Linked DNA regions of Macaca mulatta: region 1 is linked to region 2. A link is a contact called in public Hi-C data. All regions are on one chromosome and are shown on one strand. The core of a region is the stretch at or near the end of the contact, and the rest is flanking DNA. Distances in the headings are between cores, read along the strand shown.

Region 1 (5,852 bases), core at 3,349-5,848, 85 kb before region 2:
AAATCCTTGGGTTCAACCCCAAATTGGATCTTCAGAAACTGCCTTTTACCTGAGCACACTCCTTCTTCCCCTCTAGGTGTTTATCTTTGCTTGGGAATCACTGATACAAATATATCCCGCCAGTGTCCCAGACTCTACCTGCTCAACACAAAGCACAGTGTCAGCTGCTTAAGACCAATTGTGTACTCCCTATTCTGCTCCCATTTCTTCCCACATTGATTAGTGGCATTACTACGCTTAAAATCACCCTGGGCTTGAAAACCTAGCATTGTGTAATCTCTCTCCTTCCCCCAAATCCCGCACCCCTATGGGGACCTGATCTCTGAGTTCCCTGCTAGAAGCTCTTCCTACAACATCAGATTTCCCAGAGAAGACTGATGTTCTTCTCATGCCCTCACAGTTGATCTTATGGTATGGTTATTTGTACATTCATACGCTCCAACTTTTGGGGCTATAAAGCTGCTGCCACTTTTCAGAGTTCTCTGCTCTGGGACTCCCATCATGATGCTGAGTGACATCACCTAGACATGAAAGCCCTTTCTCTGATCCCTCCTCTCCCCGGAGTCCCTTTACCCTCCTCCCTTGCTGGGTGATGGTCTCTTGGCAGTTGTCTTTGGAGGTTCTCATGTGGCGAGTGACTCCCTCAGAAGCAAAGCCTGTGAAAGCACCAGCCAAATTAGGCTTGTGGTATGCCTCTGCCATCTCATGGTCATATCTTTTTTCTCCATCAGCACCCTAATCCTTGGAACTCACTGCAATGATGATTAAATAAACACAGTAAGGAACACAAAGAGGTCCATGATAGCTTTGATGTTTTAAGTGTGGGTGTGGCTGAATATTCAACTTATGATAACACAAGAAAAATTTAATTTTAAAAAGTAGCATAGAATGCCTCTCAAAAGTGAATATGTCATCGTGTTTGGTTATGACAATAAGATTCTCTAAGGATAGGCTAGCGCAGGAAGAAAGGAGCTAATCTCCCCAATGTAAGTAGTTAACAGGAACTGGGGGCTGGAGAGCGAAGGTGGAAGAAAGGGGCTGTTGAGGAAAACAGCAGCAGGTGAAGGCCTGCAGAGAAATACCAGCCAACAAGAAATGCCCAATAACAGGGATGGCCAAGGAATTTATGAACAGGGATTTCCAATATTTCATTTTACGTAGTTTGGTGTAGGCTTCTGCAATATATTGCTACCACTCCCACCATCCCATGTCTTTACTAAGACTTTATCCAAGTGGCATTTGGACACATCAAGGAAACTATAGCTGGTTTAGTGTGGAAGTGAGAGAACAGGACAGAGGTAAGTCAGAAGTGAAATACTGAAGGGAAATCAGATCAAAACGTGGTGATATGGCTTGCCTCTGTGTCCGCACCCAAATCTCACCTCGAATTGTAGTACCCATGGGTCCCTGAGTCAAGGGCAGGACCAGGTGGAGGTGATTGGATTATGGGGGCAGTTTACCCCATGCTGTTCTAGTGATAGTGAGTGAGTTCTCAGGAGGTTTGATGGTTTTATAAGTGTCTGGTATCTTCCCCTGCTTGCTTTCATTCCATCCTGCCACCCTGTGAAGAAGGCCCCTGCTTCTCCTTTGCCTTCCTCCATGGTCATAAGTTTCCTGAGGCCTCCCCAGCAAGGTGGAACTGTGAGTCAATTAAATCTCTTTCCTTTATGAATTACCCAGTGCCAGGTATTTCTTCATAGCAGTGTTGGAACAGACTAATACACATGGCCATGCTCCTTCTCACCAGTTCTATTCAAGAGAGTATTGGAAGTTCTGACCAGGGCAATCAGGTAAGAGAAACAAATAAAGCATGTTCGAATAGAAAGAGAGGAAGTCAAATTGTTTTTGTTTGCAGATGACATGATCCTATATCTAGAAAACCCCATCATCTCAGCCCAAAATCTTCTTAGGCTGATAAGCAACTTCAACAAAGTCTCAGGATACAAAATCAATGTGCAAAAATCGCTAGCATTCCTATACACCAACAACAGGCAAGCAGAGAGTCAATCATGAATGAACTCCCATTCACAATTGCTACAAAGAGAATAAAATACTTAGGAATACAACTAACACGGGAAGTGAAGGACCTCTTCAAGGAGAACTACAAACCACTGCTCAAAGAAATCAGACAGGACACAAAAAAATGGAAAAACATTTCATGTTCATGAATAGGAAGTCTCAATATTGTGAAAATGGCCATAGTGCCCAAAGTAATTTAGAGAGTCAGCGTTATTCCCATTAAACTATCATTACAGGAGAATGAGATAGGAGACCGGGTTAGGATGAAGAAGGATGGATTTCATTTTGAACACATTGAGTTTCTCATGTCTTTGAGACAGTGGGCAGTGGGCTACCCAAAGGCAACTCAGAGAAGAGATCTGGAGCAGATATAAACAAAGAAGTGGAGAGCACACAAATGGCCACTGAAACCCTGGATCTGGATGCTGCTGTTGAAAGGCAGAGCACAGAACAGGAGGAGAAGAGAAGAGGGACTTGGAGCCTTTAGGAGCATCAACATTTAATGGCTTGGTAGAAAATGATGAGGAAGCTGAGGAGACTAAGGAAGAAGGGCTGAGGAATCGAAAAAGAAAGAAAATCCAGAAGAGTGTGTTGGGGGAGTGTGCTGGTTCTCGAAACACAACAAGAGAGATTTGATAAGGGCATAAAGAGTCAGTGGTGCCCTTTGAAGGGTGACGTGGTCATACAGACTGATATGAACAATGTCATCAGTGACTTAGGGAAAGCTGTTTCCATGAACTAATGGTGATAGGAACCAGAAAATGGAGATGAAAAGCAGCATCAACTCTTCTGAGAACGTTGGCTAAGATGGAAAGAGAGGAAGGGTGTCAGCAGAGTAGGTTTGTAATATTAGGCTATCAAATTTTTAGGAGCTATATTTTTTAAGATGGAAGAGGTTTGAACATGGAAAATGGGGAAACCAGTGAAACAGGACTTTGATCAGAGAGATAGGAGTGAGACAGAGGAATGTAACAAGGAACAACAGTTATAAAGCTAAAATTCTGATTCAGTCTTGATTAAAATGAAAATAAAACATGCTCTGATAAGAAGACTTCAAAGGATAATCTGCTTGGCATATCTTGATAATTCAAAACACTGTATTGGTTATTTCCATTCTTAGCAAGAGAAGAAAGAAGACAGAAAACATCAATATCCCAATGGTTGAAATCACAATGACCAAGAAGCAAACTTGGAAATCAACTAGAAGGGCCAAAGGTTTTATTTAAGTTAAAAATTTTACATGCCATGTCTTGCTGTCATGAATTACAGCTACTCTCTTGAACATTTACAAAAATAGGACAAGAGGCTTTCAAAGATATTCAAGTCTTAACTCCAAAATTTTGTTTGATCACCCAGGTCTGAACTCTCTCATTGCATAACTAATGTATACCATACATAAAATGACACTTCTCAGAAAATTTCATTTTTTCTTTAGCTATAAAATATGATAATTTTAAAAAACTCTCTGTAAGTATAGGTATAGATGTAGATATAGGAATAGATATATTAATTATAAAGATAGACTAACATAGTTATAGGCATAGATATACATTTAAACAAAGGTATGATATTATGAGCTCTTCTGTTGATAAAAAAAATTTAAGGCCTTTTGGGTGTGGTTTACATTGTGCTTGTAATAGATTTTAATCAAAACACAATATAACACAAGTTTTTAATCTGAACTTGATTTCTTCCATAGTATAAATTAAGAAAGGAACAAATGAGAGATGGGATAACCCATGGTGTTAAGGGCTACAGAGAGGTCAAGGGAGGAAATTCCAGGAAAAGGACTCATTCCTGGATGACAGGGGAGTTTGATGGTCTTTTCAATTGTGCTGCACAGAAAAAGATGTATGGGAGAAAATGAAATTTCAGGGAAAGATTAGGTGGTGAAAAAAAGCTTGCAAAACTAAGAACAGAAAAAGTAAGGGTGTCAGTCTTAAGTGAAAATTCTTCTGGAGAAGATGGGAGGGGAGAGAAAAGGGGGAGAGATGAACACCAGTGTATTAGTGAAAGATAAAGGGAAATGTTTGACATTGAGCTATTAGCTAGTGTTATCAATCATAGCCCCCCATTTTTATCTGTTTTTGACCTATTTTCATTTTCTTTGGGCTCCTCTGGGAACAAAGATATCTTTGTGAAGCCTTTACTCCCTTTCATCATTTAATAATCGCTTCTATTTTTCAGCATTTACTAAAAAGGCTGTTTCTCAGCCCTGGGAATGCACTGGCATTAAAGGTGAGAAACAGAAGCTGTACTTTCAGCTCTTCCAAAGAAAAGCACTTCAGAAATCAAAGGCATTGCTATATTGTTATTATTCTCTCCTTCCCCTGAAGGCTTGGCATGACATATTTTTGATGCTCAAAGAGAAGTCTTTTCGTTTAGCCATTATATTAATAATCTGTGACTCTAAAAAAGGAATGGATATACAAATTGATCAACCTAGCCTAATAATCTCCTCTTTCCCTTAGTTCCAGAGCTATGGATCTGAGCCAAGAATCAGAAATAGGAACATTGTAACTCATTTCATCTCCCATGTAAATCACATCCAGCAATGCATAATCGTGAGGGAGGGCAGAGAGCCAAGCCCCATCAGCTCTGTGAAAACAGATCCACAACCTCAACAGGCATTGATAGCATGAGATGTTAATTCATGAATAATCCTTCCACGTTTTTACCCTGTTATATAACCAGTTGCTTTTTATAATGATATTGGAATAATGAATAATTGGAATGATGAGTTGAGGACAAAATATGAAGTTATTTTAAAAATAAGTAATAAATAGATCTAAGAAAAGTACCAGTTATTCTCTATCAAGACAAAAATGGATGAATCTTAACAATACTCAGAAAAAATAATAACTAGGAGAACTCCTAGTTAACATTTTCCCCACTTAGATAACTCCTTACATCAAAGGTATCACCCATAGGGAAGTATCTAATAACAGCCTGAGGGGAAAGAATGTTTTAAACTCCAAATGTAATTCATACATGGAAGTTCATGTAATTGGAAGTCATCTGTAGATGAGCAGGTTCTAAAATAAAACATTGTAACAGTTGGTGAATGTGACTCCAAGTTGTGACTGCTCAACATGTTATAGAAATATAATTTGATTTAGTTATAGATAGGTAGACAGATAGACAAACAGAGATAGGATAGATAGATAGATAGATAGATAGATAGATAGATAGATAGATAGATAGATAGGTAGATAGATACATAGATACATAGATACATAGATACATAGATACATAGATAGATGTAATGATAGGTATAAAAAAAGTAACTCGAGCTCTTTCTATTGACCAACTAGAGTTTATTTACATCCTTATAGATCTCACTCAAATTATTTCAAAATACATGTATTTCTAAATATATCCATAACTTGGAAATGAAAGAGACATTAGAAGTCTGCAGGGTAGATGAAAATTTTATAAAATAAACCAATCTAATATTAAATGAGCACATAGTTTAATAAAATTTTCTTTTCCAATAGTCAGAATTAGAAAAACTGATCCCATTGAAACATTAAAATATTCTAGAAGTTGAGACATAAAAACATCTTTGGATACCTGAAAAGTAAACTAAATAGAAGACCTGTTTTTGTTTCTGAGTTAGTGATGATATTGATTATAGAGCATGCTTCTTTAAAGACCAGAGTGTAGGTTCCATGTTTTGTTCACTGATATATCCCAAGATCCTAGAATAATATCTGGCACACAGCAGTGTTTATTAAATATTTATTACATTGAATTGGTGCTGGCATTTCTAGCATGAAAATTGTAGAATAAGGTGTCCTCCACCTGATCTATCATTTAGTTATAACTATTAC
Region 2 (5,923 bases), core at 905-3,404:
GCAAACTTATGAATTTTACAGCTGGAAACAATTCCCACAGTCAAACCACAAGAGTTATCAGGTAAAGACATTGGAGCTCCTGCTGGACCCAGACAGCATAGTACCTTCCAGCAGCCAATGACCAGACCCTGGGTGCTGCTGTAGGAACTCTGCTGCCACTGCTGCCTTTGGGAACCAAATGTGGTTGCCACCTCCACCCCCAAATGTTGTCCAAATATATTCTGGGTGGTGTGTGTTTCTTTGTGTCCCAGTTTCTCATAGTCTCGAGAGAAGATGGACCTGATTGGCACAGCCCAGCCCCATGCCTTAACAGCAAGAACCCTGGAAAGGTGAGTAGCTGGACGGCATCAGAGGGAGAGCATTTCCCAAACATAGAGAGTGGGTTCTGATACCTGGATGGCAAAAAATAAATTGGTAAATCTCCATCATACTGGCTTTATGAGAAATGATAAGGTCTGTGAATATAGACAGCCCCAGTTTCAATTTGTGCACTTTCTTCACTTTCTATTTGACGCTGGGCAAGTTCATCTCTCTGAGCTTTGTTTTTTCTCGTGAGTAAAAAGGATATGAACCCTCTCTTGCAGAAATTAAAAAGTAAGTCATGTGGACAAGATAATTCAAAAATTGAAAGCTATTACTTGAAAAGATAATTAAGATATATAATATTTTGTGAGGCCTCATCTTGGTAAAATATTCAACTTTTCATATATTTATGCTTATTCTCTCTAACTAGGGGATCATGTTTTATACTAGTTTGTATGTTTTATACTTTGTATTTCCGCAGAACAGTACACACACAGATACATACACGTGCACTTAATAAATGAACTAATATCCCAGATTATAAAATAAAATGAGTGATAGGAAACATTGATGCAAAAAACTGAAGAGGACACAAAAAAAATGGGAAGCTATTCCATATTCATGGATTGGAAGAATTAATATTGTTAAAATGTTTATACCACCCAAAGCAATCGACAGATTGAATGTCATCTCCATCAAAATATCAATGACATTCTTCACAGAAACAGAAAATAATAATCCTAACCATTTATATAGAACCACAAAAGACCCAGAATAACCAAAGCTATCCTGAGCAAAAAGAACAAAATGAAAGGAATCACATTACTTGACTTCACAAATTATACTACAGAGTTATAGTAACCAATACATCGTGATACTGGCATAAAAATAGACACATAGACTAATGAAACAGAATAGAGAATCCAGAAATAAATCCATACATCTACAGTGAACTAGTTTTTGACAGAGATGCCAAGAATGTATACACTGGGGAAAGGATAGTCTCTTCAATAAATGGTACTTGGAAAACTGGATATCCATAGGCAGAAGAATGAGACTATACCCATATGTCTCGCCATATACAAAAATAAAATCAAAATGGATTAAAGACTTAAATCTAAGACTTCAAACTATGAAACTACTAAAAGAAAACATTTGGGAAACTCTCCAGGACATTGAGCTGAGCAAAGATTTCTTGAGTAACATCCCACAAGCACAAGCAACCAAAGCAAAAATGGACAAATGAAATCACATCAAGTTTAAAAACCTCTGCACTGCAAAGAAAACAATCAACAAAGTGAAGAGACAACCCACAGAATGGGAGAAAATATTTGTAAACTATCCATTAATCTCTTGTCAATAGTTTACAAGAACCCCATTCTGTGGGGTTCTGTGGGGTATTGTTGACTACAGTCAACGATAATTTATTGTACATTTAAAAATAACTAAAAGTGTAATGGATTGCCTGTAACACAAAGAAATGATAAATTCTTGAGGTGATGGATACCCCATTTACCCTGATGTGATTATTATGCATTTTATGTCTCTGTATAAAAATATCCCATGTACCCCATAAATATATATACCTCATATGTACCCACAAAAATTAAAAAAAAAAAACATTTTAATGAGCGACAGCAACGCTTCATTCTATAGCAGTGAATCAAAGAGTATATGGATATAGGGTATGTTCTACTGCAAGTCTGAAGTGTATTTCTAGGGGGCCTCCACTGATGACTCCTGTTATGGACTGATGTTTGTGTGTCTCCAAACTTCATATGTTGAAACCTAATCTCCAGTGTGATGATATTTGGACATGGGGCCTTTAGGGGGTGATTAGGTCATGAGAGAGAGTCTTCATAAATGGTATTAGTGCCATTAAAAGGTACTGAGGTATTGTGCTGAACACTAGGTATTCTGCAGAGGCACAATAAAATTTTAAAGAGTTTATTTGAGTAAACAGTGATTTGTGAATCAGGAACTCCAAACCACAAGTGGTATGGGGGCTCCTTTGAAGAAGCATTAAAGACAGGCTTTTAGAGAGTGAATACAGATGTGAAACAATTTGGTTATAGTTATGCAGTTGCCTTACTATTTTGTCTATCTTGTTGGAAAGTCCCTAGTTATACAGTTATATAACTATAATTTAGTTGGCAGTTTCTGATTGGTTAGCCTTAAGTTTCATTTCTCTTTAATATAGGCATTTATAAGAAATAGCTCAAGTTAACTTTTGCTTATGTTTGCAAATCAAACCGGGTTAAGGTCAGTTATGAAGCCTAACTGGCTTTGTCCACTCAGGGATTCTGCAGGCCTGGGTTTCCATTTTAATTTAATAGTGCCCTTATTAAAGGGACCCGGAGAGACCCTTTACCCTTTTAACCATGTGAATACAGCACGAAGATAGCCATCTACGAACCAGGAAGCAGACTCTCACTAGACACTAAATCTGCCAGCACTTTGACCTTGGACTTCCCAGCCTCCAGAACTATGGGAAATAGATTTCTGTTATTTATGAGCCACTCAGTCTAATGCAGTTTGTATAGCAACCTAAAAGAACTGAGACAACTACAAAATGACAGATGTCTTACTCTGCATCACGTTGGGCTCTAAAAGACCACCAAGTGTGAATAACCCCAACTGTACATCACTATTATAAACAACTCAGTAAAGTTTCAACTATCTGAACTAAGTCAACCCAAGGAAAAACAAATGGCAGTATCTGGAAATAATAAAATAGTAACAAGAGTAATGTATCTCTTGTACACATAAAAAAATCATGCCACTAAGACTAGCTCTGAGTTATAGTAATGCAGTAAGAAATATTTTAAAGTATATATAATTTTCTCTTTACCACTCACAAGAATGAGGAATACATCCACTAGATGATTAACTTCCTAAAGTATAAATCTGATCATTTCCCTGTCTTCCTCAAATTCTCCACTGATTCTCAAAATAGACCCCTAGACCTATGAGAATGGAGATTATACATGAAACACAGGTAAATGAAACCTGATTTAAATATTTTTAAATTTATTTTACACTTAATCAGTGATTGAAAATAGTGTTTTTTTTCTACTGTCACTAACAAATATTAAAGATTCTATCCTCAACAGAAAAAACGAAAAATGGCCTACTAGTTCTCCTCCCACAGTATGACCTTGGCAAGTCACTTGACATCTCCAAGTTCACTTCCTACATTGCAAAATGAATCCTTTCCAGCTCTGAAAGGTTGTCATCTCCACTTTGCCAGTGTCCACTGGCTCCATGCTCCACCCCCACCTAAAGTGGGCTCCATATCCATTTGCCTTGATCAATCAAGGTAATCAGCCACAGGAGATAAAACATAAATTGTAAAGTTGCCAATCCTGAGTCATATAAGCAAAAATAATCTAGTTACTCAGCATTTCCATAATGCTTTATTATATTTTCAAACACTGTTTGGCCACCAATCAACACAAACCATAGTCATAAACCATAAAAGAAGACACAGAGACTGATGAAATTAATGTTGACAAAACTTACCCAACAGGTCAAAAGCAGAGAAAATTACATGTTAACATTACAAGTAAATGATCATACTGTGTGAGCCACATGCATTTTTGGTACAGAGTTGTATAACATAATACTCAGTAACAGAAAGACATCACAATCCGGATTGGACCCTACTTGTGGGGTCCTCTTCGCCTCTGTACCCCTGGCTTACTTGGAGCTGGGAGGATGACTGTCACTTCTCTACCTGACAGCCAGGAACCACTATTCTGATTCTCCCATATATTCCCCTTTTTTATAATTAAATAGTTCATTCACCCTCCCCTGAGCATTTATTATGCATGCCAATGTTTCACATCACTTCAAATAAATCAATAATTGAATGCTCCCCTCCCCTGCTCCAGCCATCTCGTCTACTGCCATTGCCTATATGGCCTCAGCTCTTCTTTGTTCTGCTCCAGGCACACAACCTCTCTTCCCCATCACACATGGTGGATGCCTCAGAGCATCCTCCCTCCCTCCTCTGCCCCTCCTTAGACTCTGCCACCCATCGTGTGTCTGACAGCTCCACCTCTGTCACTACTTGCTCCTCCAGCCCTACTGGTCCCCATCATGGCTCAGCCTTCCCCAAACCTGGTGCTTTATCTTACTATGTGGGGCTCCCTCAGGACATCAAAGCAGTAACTCAGTGGCTTTGGCCTGGCATCCCCCAGACCCACTTCCCTCTTTTTATTAAAATCTCAACCAGGAGGAGCAGAGCAAGATGGCAGAATAGAAGCCTGCACCGGCTGTCCCACCTTCCCAAGCAAGGACACCAACTTATCAACTATCTATACACCAAAAAAGTACCTTCACAAGAACCAAACCTCAGATGAGCACTTATAGTTTTAACATCATATCACTGAAAGAGGCACTGAAGAGGTAGGATAAACAGCCTCGAATTACCAACACCACCCCTCCACCATCCTCCAGCAGTTGCAAATCAAAACTACAGTAAGATACCATCTCGCCCCAGTTAAAATGACTTTTATCCAAGAGACAGGCGATAACAAATGCTGGTGAGGATGAAGAGAAAAGGGCATCCTCATACACTGTTTGTGGGAATGTAAATTAGTACAACCACTCTAGGAAACAATTTGGAGGCTCCTAAAAACCTAAAACTAGAACTAAAATATGATCCAGCAATCCCACTGCTGGGGATATACCCAAAAGAAAGGAAATTAGCATATCAAAGAGATATCTGCACTGCCATATTTGTTGCAGCACTGTTTATAATAGCTAAGATTTAAGTGTCCATCAACAGATGAATGGATAAAGAAAATGTGGTACTTCCATACAATGAAGTACTGTTCAGCTATTAAAAAATGAGATGCTGCCATTTGCAACAACATGGATGGAACTGGAGATCATTATGTTAAGCGAAAGAAGCCAGACACAGAAAGACAAACATTTCATCTTCTCACTTCTTTGTGGGATCTAAAAATCAAAACAATTGAACTTAGGGAGATAGAGAATAGAAGGATGGTAACCAAAGCCTGGGAAGGGTAAGTAGGGAAGCGGGGGATAGGAATGGCTAAAAGGTATAAAAAAGTAGTAAAAAAAAAATAAGACCTAGTATTTGATAGCACAACAGGGTGACTATAGTAAGTAATAATTTAATTGTACATTTTAAAATAACTAAAAGTATAATTGATTGTTGTAACACAAAGGATAAATGCTTGAGGAGATATCCCTTTTTCCATGATGTGATTATTATACATTGCATGCCTGTATCAAAACACCTCAGGTACCCTGTGAATATATACACCTACTATGTGCCCACAAAAATTAAAATTAAAAATTAAAAAAAATTGAACCAGATTAAAAGTGACACTATTGGGCAGTGACAAAACCTTAATTTGGGGTAAGGAAATAACCTGTAGAATTTTTAAATAAAACTTTTTCTCTTAAATAATAGTAACCTACTAGGGATGACACCTCTGAAAATTAATAATTAAGTTTTTCAATGAAAATATAACGAAATCATGCTTTATTCAACAGATATTGAGTGCCTCATATGTCCTGGACATGAAAAGATGAAAAAGACATATTCTTAAACTCAAAAAGTATATAGCCTGCTAAGAGAGGTAGA

The links. A called contact is a pair of places that touch in the nucleus more often than the background predicts.
Region 1: a contact with region 2 is called in a Hi-C map of sperm, with 2.6 times the contacts expected there. The contact joins two enhancer-like sites. A contact is called at or near these places in 2 of 14 Hi-C or Micro-C datasets (fetal cortex germinal zone and sperm).

What each region holds. Positions count from the first base shown.
Region 1 is chr17:72,374,442-72,380,293 of T2T-MMU8v2.0, reverse strand. The region is part of intron 9 of SCEL (sciellin); the gene reads right to left. Among named protein-coding and RNA genes, the nearest start is that of SCEL, 39 kb to the right of the region's middle. Within about 2 kb of position 4,598, at least 3 of the 40 cell types and tissues checked have an H3K27ac peak or open chromatin away from gene starts, as enhancers often do.
Region 2 is chr17:72,287,007-72,292,929 of T2T-MMU8v2.0, reverse strand. No RefSeq gene overlaps it. Among named protein-coding and RNA genes, the nearest start is that of SCEL, 48 kb to the left of the region's middle. Within about 2 kb of position 2,154, at least 2 of the 40 cell types and tissues checked have an H3K27ac peak or open chromatin away from gene starts, as enhancers often do.